2 separate regions of the Mus musculus genome follow, and region 2 is linked to region 1. A link is a contact called in public HiCAR-type data. All regions are on one chromosome and are shown on one strand. The core of a region is the stretch at or near the end of the contact, and the rest is flanking DNA. Distances in the headings are between cores, read along the strand shown. Region 1 holds the start of Praf2 (PRA1 domain family 2). Region 2 has its middle 24 kb from the start of Suv39h1.

What was found. HiCAR-type assays count read pairs that join an accessible place to other places.
Region 2: a HiCAR-type map of embryonic stem cells shows a contact between it and region 1, with 2.3 times the contacts expected there. The contact joins the enhancer-like site here to the promoter of Praf2 in region 1. A contact is called at or near these places in 3 of 39 promoter capture datasets (the HPC-7 cell line, hematopoietic stem and progenitor cells and pre-B cells), 1 of 484 Hi-C or Micro-C datasets (embryonic stem cells), 2 of 115 datasets of contacts at active chromatin or transcription factors (embryonic stem cells and extraembryonic endoderm stem cells) and 2 of 9 other capture datasets (liver and pancreatic islet).

What each region holds. Positions count from the first base shown.
Region 1 is chrX:7,727,168-7,732,974 of GRCm38.p6, forward strand. It overlaps Praf2 (PRA1 domain family 2), which reads left to right and starts at 1,404. Exons shown (of 3, transcript NM_138602.4): 1 at 1,404-1,595; 2 at 2,549-2,766; 3 at 3,101-3,896. The coding sequence starts at 1,417. The coding sequence ends at 3,240. Wdr45 (WD repeat domain 45) reads left to right here. Exons shown (of 11, transcript NM_001290792.1): 9 at 3-104; 10 at 180-325; 11 at 583-1,034. The coding sequence ends at 692. Ccdc120 (coiled-coil domain containing 120) reads right to left here. Exons shown (of 10, transcript NM_207202.2): 10 at 4,547-5,807.
Region 2 is chrX:8,047,596-8,053,494 of GRCm38.p6, forward strand. No RefSeq gene overlaps it. Among named protein-coding and RNA genes, the nearest start is that of Suv39h1, 24 kb to the right of the region's middle. Within about 2 kb of position 3,651, at least 7 of the 459 cell types and tissues checked have an H3K27ac peak or open chromatin away from gene starts, as enhancers often do. A contact at or near this core is called in embryonic stem cells, where this site is marked.

The DNA of each region.
Region 1 (5,807 bases), core at 154-2,653:
AGCATTAACTTCAGCCACGACTCCTCCTTCCTCTGTGCTTCCAGTGACAAGGGCACTGTCCACATCTTCGCTCTTAAAGACACCCGCCTTAACCGCCGCTCTGCGTGAGTATCTTCACCCTCCTATCCCAATCCCTCTGGCCGCGTGACATGCCTGGACTTACCAAACGCTGCCAACAGGCTGGCTCGTGTGGGCAAAGTGGGACCTATGATTGGGCAATACGTGGACTCTCAGTGGAGCCTGGCCAGCTTTACTGTGCCTGCTGAGTCAGCCTGCATCTGCGCCTTTGGTCGAAATACTTCCAAGAATGTCAATTCTGTAATTGGTGAGTGACAGCAGCCCCTTGATTTGTGGTACTAAGTGGGTAAAGGACTACAGGTCCCCTAAAAGAATTTAAGGGCTATCAGAGCTGGAGGAAACTGGAACATGATGCCATTAGTAAGGGGTGTGGCACTTGGGGAGGGCCCTGGAGTTAGACCATTAGCCCCAGTGGGACACCCGAGGGGATTGGGGTATGTGGCTGGGCACCTAACCTTTCACAACACCTTCACCACCACCACCACCACCACCACCACCCCCCAGCCATCTGTGTAGATGGGACCTTCCACAAATATGTCTTCACTCCTGATGGAAACTGCAACAGAGAGGCCTTTGACGTGTACCTTGACATCTGTGATGACGAGGACTTCTAAAGCATCCTGGCAGCTGTACTGGGAACCTACAGTACCGATGGCCGGCCGAACTGAGTCTTGAGGGTGTTGAACCAGCCAGCAAGCATAAATGAGCCTTTCACTCTGCATCAAACACAGCTGTGTCTAAATAAACAGCTCGCTTCCACGAGCACTTTTTGTGACTGGAGTGCTAAAGGCCAGAGGACAGCTTAGTCTGTCCCTGGGCCTCCTAGTCTGGAAAACACCAGGGACCCAAAGGGATTATACTAATCCAACCTAAGGATTTAAAAATAATGGTTACCAGGAGATAGTCTCTGTAATGTATATGAATAAAAGGCCTTTGAGTGGCATTTATGACTTGACCTCAAGGGTGGGGCGTGCTTTCCCGGGCGCAGCGTAACCTTCTAGGAACCTGTCGGGAAGTGGAAGCCAGCTTGGGATCTGACTTCCTAGTTTTAGCATATTCATTGTTGAGTCAACCCCAGCCTGTACTGTCCGGTGGTGCCCCGCCCAGGGGTAAAGAGTTTTGAGCTGCTCGCCGCGTGGCGACGCTTGGTTTCCCAGCAGTCTCTGCTACCCGAGTTGGTAGTTTCTGGTCACATTCATGTTTGCAGCTGCGCAGTATGCATACGTTGCTAGTCGGCGGCTCCCTAGACTCCATTTCCCAATGTGCCTCACGGTGCTGTGAGTGATAACTGGGTGTTGTAGTCTCGCCGCCCTTCGGGCTGGTCCAGCAACCCGCAGGATGTCGGAGGTGCGGCTGCCACCGCTGCGCGCCCTAGACGACTTTGTCCTGGGGTCTGCGCGCCTGGCGGCTCCTGATCCAGGCGATCCACAACGATGGTGTCACCGCGTCATCAACAACCTCCTCTACTACCAAACCAATTACCTTCTCTGCTTTGGCATCAGTCTTGCGCTGGCCGGGTGAGGGAGGGAGGTAGCGATTGGCTGAAGATACTAGCGGGACGCAGGGTGGGCTTGCGGGTCTTTGAGAAGGAGGGGGATCTAAGGGAAATGCTAGACTGAGTAGTGTGAGTTCGGGAGAATATGAAGGTCTGGGGGGCATGGGTGGAAAAATTTGAAGGAAGCAGATCTTTGTTATAAGGAGGGCCATGGAGGTGGGATGGGGGAGGTGTCTGGAGGAAAGACACAGGACCTGGGTAGAAAAGGGAGGAGGGCTGAGGTGGAGTGTGGGCTAGGAAGTGGACTCTGGACTTAAGGAAGGACTGATATGGGGATGTGAGAGTACCTAAGAGGTTCAGCGATATGAGTGGCAGATTAGGGGAGCCCTGGAAGGGTTAATCCAGAGGTGGAGGTGTAGTAAAGTCAGGGCTTGGGAAGGGAGCTGGTAGAGAAGCTGCTCCTATTGGGCCCAGAGGGAAGACCTACTAGACTCGAGAAGCTTGCGGCCAAAAACAGACGATCTAGAAGAGGGACTTGGGCAGGGTTGTGAGAGTGGGACTGAAACCAAGCAACTGGGGGAGGGTGGCTCTATAAAAAACTAGGGTAGTGGGGGGCCTTTGGAAGGAGAATGACACCTGGAAGGTGCCTACATCTGACTGCAGGATGGGGGATCTGCCAGGGTTAAAATCAACGTAGAGGAATATGGGAGCAGATGTAGGAATACCAGAAAGAAATCCTGCAGATTGAAAGGCAAAGACCAGAGAAGTGTTGGCAGCCTAGGACCTCTAGCAGGAAGTGAGGGTCTGGTAGGATTGTAGGATCGAAGAGGAACTGAGAGTCCACAGGAATTGCTGGAGTGGAGAGGGGCCTGGTGAGACTATGCCGGGATGCTAATTCCAGAAACAGGGAACAAATCTCTTGGGGTCCAGAATTGGATGTACAATGAGGCTAGCTGAGTGCTCTTGTTCCTGCAGGTACATTCGTCCGCTGCACACCCTCCTGAGTGCACTGGTAGTGGTGGTGGCCCTCGGGGTGCTGGTGTGGGCTGCTGAAACCCGTGCAGCTGTGCGCCGCTGCCGTCGCAGCCACCCTGCTGCCTGCCTGGCTGCAGTGCTTGCCATTAGCCTCTTCATTCTCTGGGCCGTGGGTGGCGCCTTCACCTTCCTGCTCAGCATCACAGCGCCTGTGTTTTGTGAGTCTCGACTCTCCCTGCTAGAGCTGGGGAAGACGGTCAGCTCATGCTTGAACATCAGGCCTGCCTGGCACTGGTTTCTGAACTAAGAGAGGACTAGAAACCCTGGAGGACAGACATGCTTCCATTAAGTGTGTCTTCCTTGGCTTTGGTCCTCTGGGAGCATCCCTCTATTACCTTTGTGGGTGTTCCAGGGTTAAGTGCCTTAAACTGTCCAAGTCCCAATTTACTGGGATGTCCTTCCTGGCCACATCCCCCACAGCAGGCTTTGAGAACTCACCACTCCATTAGCCTGCCTCTGAGTGAATTCCCCATTTCTTGGTATCGCCTACAGTGATCCTGCTGCATGCTTCACTGCGTCTGAGAAACCTTAAAAACAAGATTGAGAACAAGATCGAGAGCATCGGTCTAAAGCGGACACCAATGGGATTGCTTCTAGAGGCACTGGGACAGGAGCAGGAAGCTGGATCCTAGGACCTTGGCATCTACACCCTGGACGTAGAGGACCCCCACCCCATACCCAAGACCAACCCTTTTCCTAGCCATTAAAATAGGTGCCTAGAGTCCTCTGGCCTGGCCAAAAAGAGACACCTGTGATTGATCACTGCAGCCCCAAACTAGTCATCTCTTAGCCTCCAGCCCCTGTTACCTAGGGACCAAAGTCTTCCTCGGTCCTGAATTTGAGACTCAGTCACCTACTTCCAGTCTTGAAACTGGACTTTTAAGCCAGAGCATCTGTGGCCAATCTCAAAACTGGACCCCAAGATACTCCTCTGACCCAAATGTGGGACTCACTAGTCTTCCATACGTCAAAGCTAGGCCCTAAGGCAGGACATTCTCAAATCTTGAGCTCTAAAGATTTTTCAGACCCCACACAGCTTGGAATATAGGTTATAAGACCTGGCCAAATCTTGAGCCTAATGAGTCCACACTGAGCCCTTAACCCCAGACGACCCTAGCCCTCAGCAGTCCCAATAGCCTCCCTCCAACCGTTAAGAGGGTCTCTTCCTCCCTCACAGTGTTCTCAGTATCAAGGACCAACATGTGGGGCTGGCTAGGGATAGCCCCAACTGGGAAAGGGACACATATAATAGTGTTGCTACAACAATAAAGCCTTTGAATCTCAAGCTAGTTTGGCCTCCTGTGTGAAGTCTTTGTACCTTTCAATGAACAACCCAGTGGCTGTCTTCAGTTCTGCTGGACACTACCTGGCCTGGTGTATGTATAGGTGCTGACTGCTATGGTCCCCATACCTGCTGCTTCTGAGTTAGTTAAGACAGAGGGATACACAAATATGTACTATCATTTTGGATTGTCTCTGGTTCTAAGTGGGCTAGGGATATAAGCGCAGGGAGGCAAAGAAGCTGCCCCATCTCACAAAGTGAGGGAAGTCAAAACATGACAGCTGGGCATGGTGGGTGGTACATGCAATTCCAGCTCTGGGGAGGCTGAGACGGGGACTATGAGTTGTGGGCAGCTCTGGCTACATACAATCTACTTCTAGGTAACAAAACATGGCATTATTATAAGCTATTTCCAGTTGGTTTTCTTGCCATAGATAAATTTTTTTTTCTGGCTGGGCATGATTGTACATGCCCTTTATTCCAGTACAGGTGGATCTCTGAGTACAGGGACATAGTAAGTTCCAGAGTTCCAGGCAAGCTAGGGCTACACACTCCTGGTCCTGGTCAGTCATTCATACACACACACACATACACACATACACACACACACACATTGACCTAACTAGAGGTGTGAAACAGACAGAGACTCAATCAAGTTCAGTTTATACATTTATTATAGAAATCCCCTTCCAGTGTGAGTAGTGTCTTGGGCCCAGATCCATTGGTACAAAAAGAAAATTTTAAACACCAGGTAACGGGGGCAGGGGAACCCCCAGCTCCAGAAAGTCACAGACAATATAGAAAACACAGCTTATGTGGATTTGTTTAAAAAGTGGTAAAAGAAGGAATGCCAAGGAGGACATGATGTGGCCTGCAACCCATGGCCAGATGTCACCTGAGGGTTTGACTGGCATGTACTAGCTGCCAGGTTTAGCCACTGCAGCATCACAGGATGCAACATACTCAAATGGCTCTGTTTCTTGACAACCTCTTGTACGGCCTTCTGATTGGGCAGAGACAGAGACAGAGCTCCTTCAGGTACCCCCACTTAGACTTCCATCCTTCCAAATGTGGACAGAAGCCCGCTGCCCATCTGCTCAAAGACTCTAGCGGGAGGAAGCAGGGAATTCTGTTCCCAGCAGTCTCCCAGCCCCAGAGACTCTTTATGGTCCATTTTGTTGAGGCAGGGTGGTGGTGGCTCTGGAATGGAACAGGTTGGTCATGGGGACAGGAATGAACCCAACCAGGAACGAGCTCACAGTTTCCCTTTTATAAAACACCTAGTGTTGGGCAATGACAGAGTACTAAATCACAACTGTAAACAGAAATGGAGGGAGGGGTAGAGTCTTTGAAGCTAGCTGGGGCCCTCCAGTTCCCCCAGCACAGGATGAGAAGAGAAGCAGGAGTATCAGATATCTTCCTGGGCCAAAAAGAAGCCAGGGGTCCTGTGAGATCAGGCAAGTGTCCCTCAGGACAAAGAGCCACCACATCTCAGGGCTCAGCGAGGTTGACTGTGTGCTCCTCAGACTGGAGTTTGTCCAGACCGACACAGGGCTTAGGGTCAGACCAGTGTCCCTGGTGTCTGGGTGTCAGAACTGGAAGACGGCTCCCCCTCTAGCGTCAGGTCACTTAAACGAGCGCTCAGCTCCGGGGGATACAGGAAATCCGTGTAGTATCTTTAGAAAGGGAGGACAGCAGGAATCGGGAAGACAGGTAGGGAAGACAAGGTGAGAGAGGAAAAGACGGAGAGGACACACACAGAGAGAGGAAAAGAAGCTGTTAAAGAGGTGGAGACAGGTACAGGACAGCACCTTCAGGTTCTCAAGCATGGGGTAAGCTTGGAAGAGAAAGCCAGGGATAGCACAAGTCCCTTTCTCCCATTACCCGGACTTCAAGGCTCACTGCCAGCTGCCATAC
Region 2 (5,899 bases), core at 2,401-4,900, 320 kb after region 1:
AACATTTTTCCTTGGGGCCCCAAAACAGGAATTCTTTGCTCCAATTCATCAGGAATCAAATATATATATATAAGATCCTCATCCCATCCCCTTAGTGGTGGTTTTGGTTGCTTAACGTGTTATGGTTGTTATCATCTAGGGTTTTAGGATGTTTCGCTGAATTATTGCATATTGATAAAAATTTAAGTTGGTGGTTTTTTAGTATAGAATTTAGTTTATTCAGGGCATGGGGAGGGGAGCTAAGAGAGTAGCAGAGGCAGAGAAGGGCAGAGAGAGAGAGAGAGAGAAGGGAAGGGAAGGGAAGGGAAGGGAAGGGAAGGGAAGGGAAGGGAAGGGAAGGGAAGGGAAGGGAAGGGAAGGGAAGGCCGGCCATGACCACATGGAGAGAAGGGGAAGGGAATGGGGAGCAAGGGTCAAGATGTAAGAGAGAGGCAAGAGAGCAAGAGCAAAATGTAAGTTTTTGTTCAATTATTATATATTAATAGAAATGTAAGATTGTCCTTTAATTGTATTCTATATTGATAGAAATTTAAAGTTTTTTCTTTGAATTGTTGTATATTGATAATATTTAGGGTTTTTTGTTCATTATATATTGATAGAAAGTTAAGGTTGTTTTGTTAGACTGTTTTTGACTATATTGTACATAAGCCATTCATTGAAAGTGTGATGGTTCTTATAATTATTCCTGTTATGTATAGATTGTTAATGTTAGAAAAAAGAGCAATTAGTTTTTCTTTTTTCTTTTCTTTTTTATTTATAAGAAAAGGACAATTCTTGGGCTGGAGAGATGGCTCAGTGGTTAAGAGAACTCAATGCTTTTCCAAAGGTCCTGAGTTCAAATCTCAGCATCCGCATGGTGGCTCACAACCATCTGTAATGAGATCTGACGCCCTCTTCTGGTGTGTCTGAAGACAGCTACAGTGTACTTATATATAATAAACAAATAAATCTTAAGAAAAAGAAAAGGACAATTTTTTTTTCTTGAGACAAGGTTTCTCTGTGTAGCCCTGGCTGTCCTGGAACTCACTTTGTAGACCAGGCTGGCCTTGAACTCAGAAATCCACCTGCCTCTGCCTCCCAAGTGCTGGGATTAAAGGCATACGCCACCACTATCCAGTGAAAAGGACAATTCTTAAACAGAAAGGATGTATGAAGTGAAAACGTAAGGGTTCTTTAGAGAGTCAGTTGTGTTGGATGGCGTTTTGCTAGGCAAACACAGGAAGGAGTGTTTTCCTGAGATGGACACAGGTGAAAGGCTAAGGCAGACTCATGGAGGAATGTTTCGCTGAAGCAGACACAGGTGAAAGGATATTCTGCTAAAGCAATCACGTGAAGGGGCACGTGATGAAGGATTCTTCGCTAAGGACATGCATGTATTGGTCCACCTTACTTTGTGGAGTTGAGCTCCATTAGTCAGGGCTCCATAGAGAGAAATGCACCAAAAACACTTCTGGTGGTGTGCTTTGGAAAACACTTCTGGTGGTGTGCTTTGGCTTCTAGCTGCTTCCTCGAACTCGGGTTCATTGGCAGAGTGATGTCAGCTGAGACAGAGATGGACTCAGGTGCTGAGGCAAGACCCTTGGAGGACACGTGTTGTTTGGAGGCAGTATAAAAAGGACTCCACAGCCCGTGAAAGAGGCTGAGCTAGGTTTGCTTATAGAGCTAGCTGCGCACCACTTGTTGATCTCTTTCTTGTCTTTGCTGCTCTTCACTTCTCTGAGAGAGGTACAGCTAAGAACTCCCAGCGTTCCTCCAGATCCCTCTTGCTGACTTGTGCCGAGGCTGAGGCCTGGCTGGCTCTGCTAGCTAGTGCCACCCGCTGCTGATTCCTGTTTGCTGTACCGACTCTACCGTACTGGACTGCTGGTGTATCTGTGAAGTGTTTGCGAGTGGATCACGCTGCTGCTGCTGCTGCTAACCTGGGAACTGAACTACTGATTTTCCGACAACACAGATGGAAGTTGCTCCAAAGAGCCATTTCTAAACAGGTCCACTTTCCCCATATCCTTTCTTTCCCATTACCTCTGGTTGGTGGTGGACTACAAGGGAGGTTAAAGTGTCTGAGAACCATCATTAAAAATAAGGGTTGAGGGCTGGAGAGATGGCTCAGCAGTTAAGAACACTGACTTGAGTTCAATTCCCAGCAATCACATGGTGGCTCACGACCATTTATAGTGAGATCTATTACCCTCTTCTAGTGTGCAAGCATACATGCATACAGAACATTGTATATATAATAAATAAATATGTCTTTAAAAAAATAAGGGTTGAAGTTACAGATTTGAGAAAATGCCTCTAGAAGATCAGAGTGTAAGTAAATTGATAGGGCATTTTCTTTTTTCTTTTCTTTCTTTCTTTCTTTTTTTTTTTTTTTTTGGTTTTTTGAGACAGGGTTTCTCTGTGTAGCCCTGGCTGTCCTGGAACTCACTTTGTAGACCAGGCTGGCCTTGAACTCAGAAATCCGCCTGCCTCTGCCTCCCAAGTGCTGGGATCAAAGGCGTGCGCCACCACCACCACCACCGGCGATAGGACATTTTCTTAATTAAGAAATTAATTAATGATTAATGAGGGAGGGCTCACTGTTAGTGGGGACATTCTTCGGCTACTGGTCCTGGGTTTATAAGAAAGCAGTCTGAGCAACAGTAAGCAGTAAGGAGCAAGCTAGTAAGCAGCACCTCTCCATGGCTTCTACATCAGCTCTTGCCCAGTTTGAGTTCCTGTCCTGACTTCCTTCAATGATGAGCAGTGATGTGGAAGTGTAAGTCAAACCCTTTCCTCCCAAAGTTGCTTTTGGTCATGGTGTTTCATCAGAGTAATAGTAATTCCAACTAAGATAGACAGTATCCTAGAACTGGGGTACTCTTAGCTCCTTATGAGTATATATCCCAAAATTTTAAGTTGCTTTAATCATTCTGTGTTTTTTATCAAGATGTGGGGACTGTAATGTTGTGGGGTTTTGTTTCATGATAATGTGGTATACCATACTACTTGAAGTTTGTTAAATTTGGGGGGGACTAGGGAGTCTAGGCTCTGGGGTTCATCTCTGTGGCAATTTGAATAAAAATGGCCCCCATGTGCCCATAGGGAGTGGCACTACTAAGAGGTGTGGTTTTGTTAGAGTAGGTGTGTAGCATAGTAATTCTGGGGGCTTGTCTTCCCCACTTTTGCTCTGGAGTAAGGATGGGGTTTTAGTGCACGTGCTCTAGCCCATTTTAGCTCCTGAATAAATGACACAGGAACGTAATAAATTTATTAACAAGCTGTAGGCACTCTGCTGGGCAGATTCTCCTCTATTCTAATCCTCTGAGGCTGCCTACTTCCCAGCCACATGGCCCTTTACCCACATCGGAGGCTTTCCCCACCTTGCTCTATTCCCTGTGTCCTCATGGCTGCTCTCTCATTGCACCTCAAGGTGAGTTCAACTTGTCCCTCTTTCTCTTCTTCCTCTCTCCTTTCTCTTCCTTCCCCCCTCTTTTGGCTTGGGACCCCCAGACTGGGATGGGATGTCCTGCCCAGCTATAAGCAAAATCACCTCTTTATTAATCAATACGAGCTGTGGAAAAGAATCTTTACACATTCCTGAGACTGGAGATGCTCCAAATAGCATGACAATGCTCATCTCTGGACTGCCCGGGGAGCTCTGTGCACAGCAATCAGCATCTGAATACACAGTGCACAAACCACCACCCAATATAGGTGTGGCATCTTGGGTGAAGATGTTGCTGTAGGGGCAAGTTTTGAGGTCTCAAATGCTTTTTTTTGTTTGTTTGTTTGTTTTTGTTTTTGTTTTTGTTTTGTTTTGTTTTGTTTTTTTCGAGACAGGGTTTCTCTGTGTAGCCCTGGCTGTCCTGGAACTCACTCTGTAGACCAGGCTGGCCTCGAACTCAGAAATCCACCTGCCTCTGCCTCTCAAGTGCTGGGATTAAAGGTGTGCGCCACCACGCCCAGCAAGTGCTCAAACTTTGATAAGGTTGTAGAACTCTCCCCTCAGCTCCTCTAGTACCACATCTGCCAAACGCCGGCCACCATGCTTCCTGCCATATGGACTAAACTCTTGAAACTGTAAGTCAGCCCCAATCTTTTCCTTTATAAAAGCTCCTTTATAAAAGTTTATAAATGTGGAGGCTGGAGAGAAGGCTTAGAGGTTAAGAGCACTGATTGCTCTTCCAGAGGTCCTGAGTTTAATTCCCAGCAACCACATGGTGGCTCACAACCATCTGTAATGGGATCTGATGCCCTCTTCTGGTGTGTCTGAAGACAGCCACAGTGTAGTTCTATATCTATATAAAATAAAATCTTTTTTTTTTTTTTTTTTGGTTTCTCGAGACAGGGTTTCTCTGTATAGCCCTGGCTGTCCTGGAACTCACTCTGTAGACCAGGCTGGCCTCGTCTAAAGGCATGCGCCACCATCGCCAGCTTAAAATAAATCTTAAAAAAACAAAAGAAAACAGTCCTTTCCTTGTACCTTGCCTTTGGTGACTAGTGCTGTCCCTTTGGCCCCTGCTATTCTTGGGGTCTAACTAGAAAAACAAACCTTTGATGGTATTAAGAAGAGTATGTCTTCAGAGCTCTGCCTTGTGGAGGACTAGAGTTCTTTGGTTTTATTTGTTTGTTTTTAAGACAGGGTTTCTCTGTATAACTACCCTGGCTTTCCTGGAAGACTGGCTTTGTAGACTAGGCTGGCCTTGGGCTCGCAGAGTTCCACCTCCTGAGTGCTGAGATTAAGCCTCCACACCCGTAGAGGACTAGGTTTTAAACAACAAAGCCACTTCCAACACTTCAATTTATTTGAGCCTTAGAATCCTTTTCTCAACACTTAGTCAAAAGATACCAAGCTCCTCCAGTTCCTCCTCAGTAGGCTATCATCTCTGGGCCAACCAATCAAATCAACTCTTGGCACCTTTTAATACTGAGCTTCGATATTAAACCTAGAATCTCTGCATAGAGGGCCCATACTGATAAACTCAGCCTGATCCAGGTTCATGTTCTGTCCACCATTACCTATGCTCAGACCGCTGCTTGAATGAAATTAGCAAATCTCTTAAGTTCTTTCTTGGTGTCCTCCACCTCCCTGAGGACCTCACTTTCTCACATCTAGGCCCTTGTTACAGGTCTAGAGGCAGTGGTGAACAAAACATAGAGACATCTGCCTGATTGTCTCCTTCAAGGAAAGTCACTCCTGGCTCCATTGGGGCGGGGGGTGCAGTGGAGAGGAAAGGCCATATACATCCTCTGCTTGGGTCTGTTTTTCAGCAACTTGGGCTCTGTGGCAGCTGGAGAGATTTTTTCTTCCAGGACTCACTTTCTGATTGTTTCTGTGCATCTTGAGTTGGCTACTTTTATCAGTGAGCTCATTGTTTTCCTCTGTATTTTATCCAGAGACACCAGCATCAATATTGTCTTTGCCTTCCTAGGAAGTCTTTGCTCTGAGGAGGTCTATCAGGAATATCAAAGGATTTACTTTGCATAGCCTCGCCCTCTCCATGTTCTGCAGGGAAGGTTCCTTGAGTTGGAGAAAGAGCTCTAGATACCACAGCACCCACTAGAGAAATTCATCTTCAGGATTCTGTTTCTCCAGAACTTCTGGTACTGAAACCTGATGTTTCAGGGCTTCTCTAGGGAATTGAACCAACAGAATGAATCTGTATTTTAGAAGAGATTGTCTTGTCTTAGCATGCATATACATGCATTCTCCCTCCCACTACACACACACACACACACACACACACACACACACACACATACACATACACACACCAGCAGCACGGTCTTGTAGCAGTTAAATGACTGAGGAGGGAGGGAGGGAGGCAAGCTTTTTGGTTTTGCCCCTTGATCTTCACTCTTGTGGGCATATCTATCTCCACCTCTGCCCCTGCTGTTGACTTTGCTGATAGTTAGG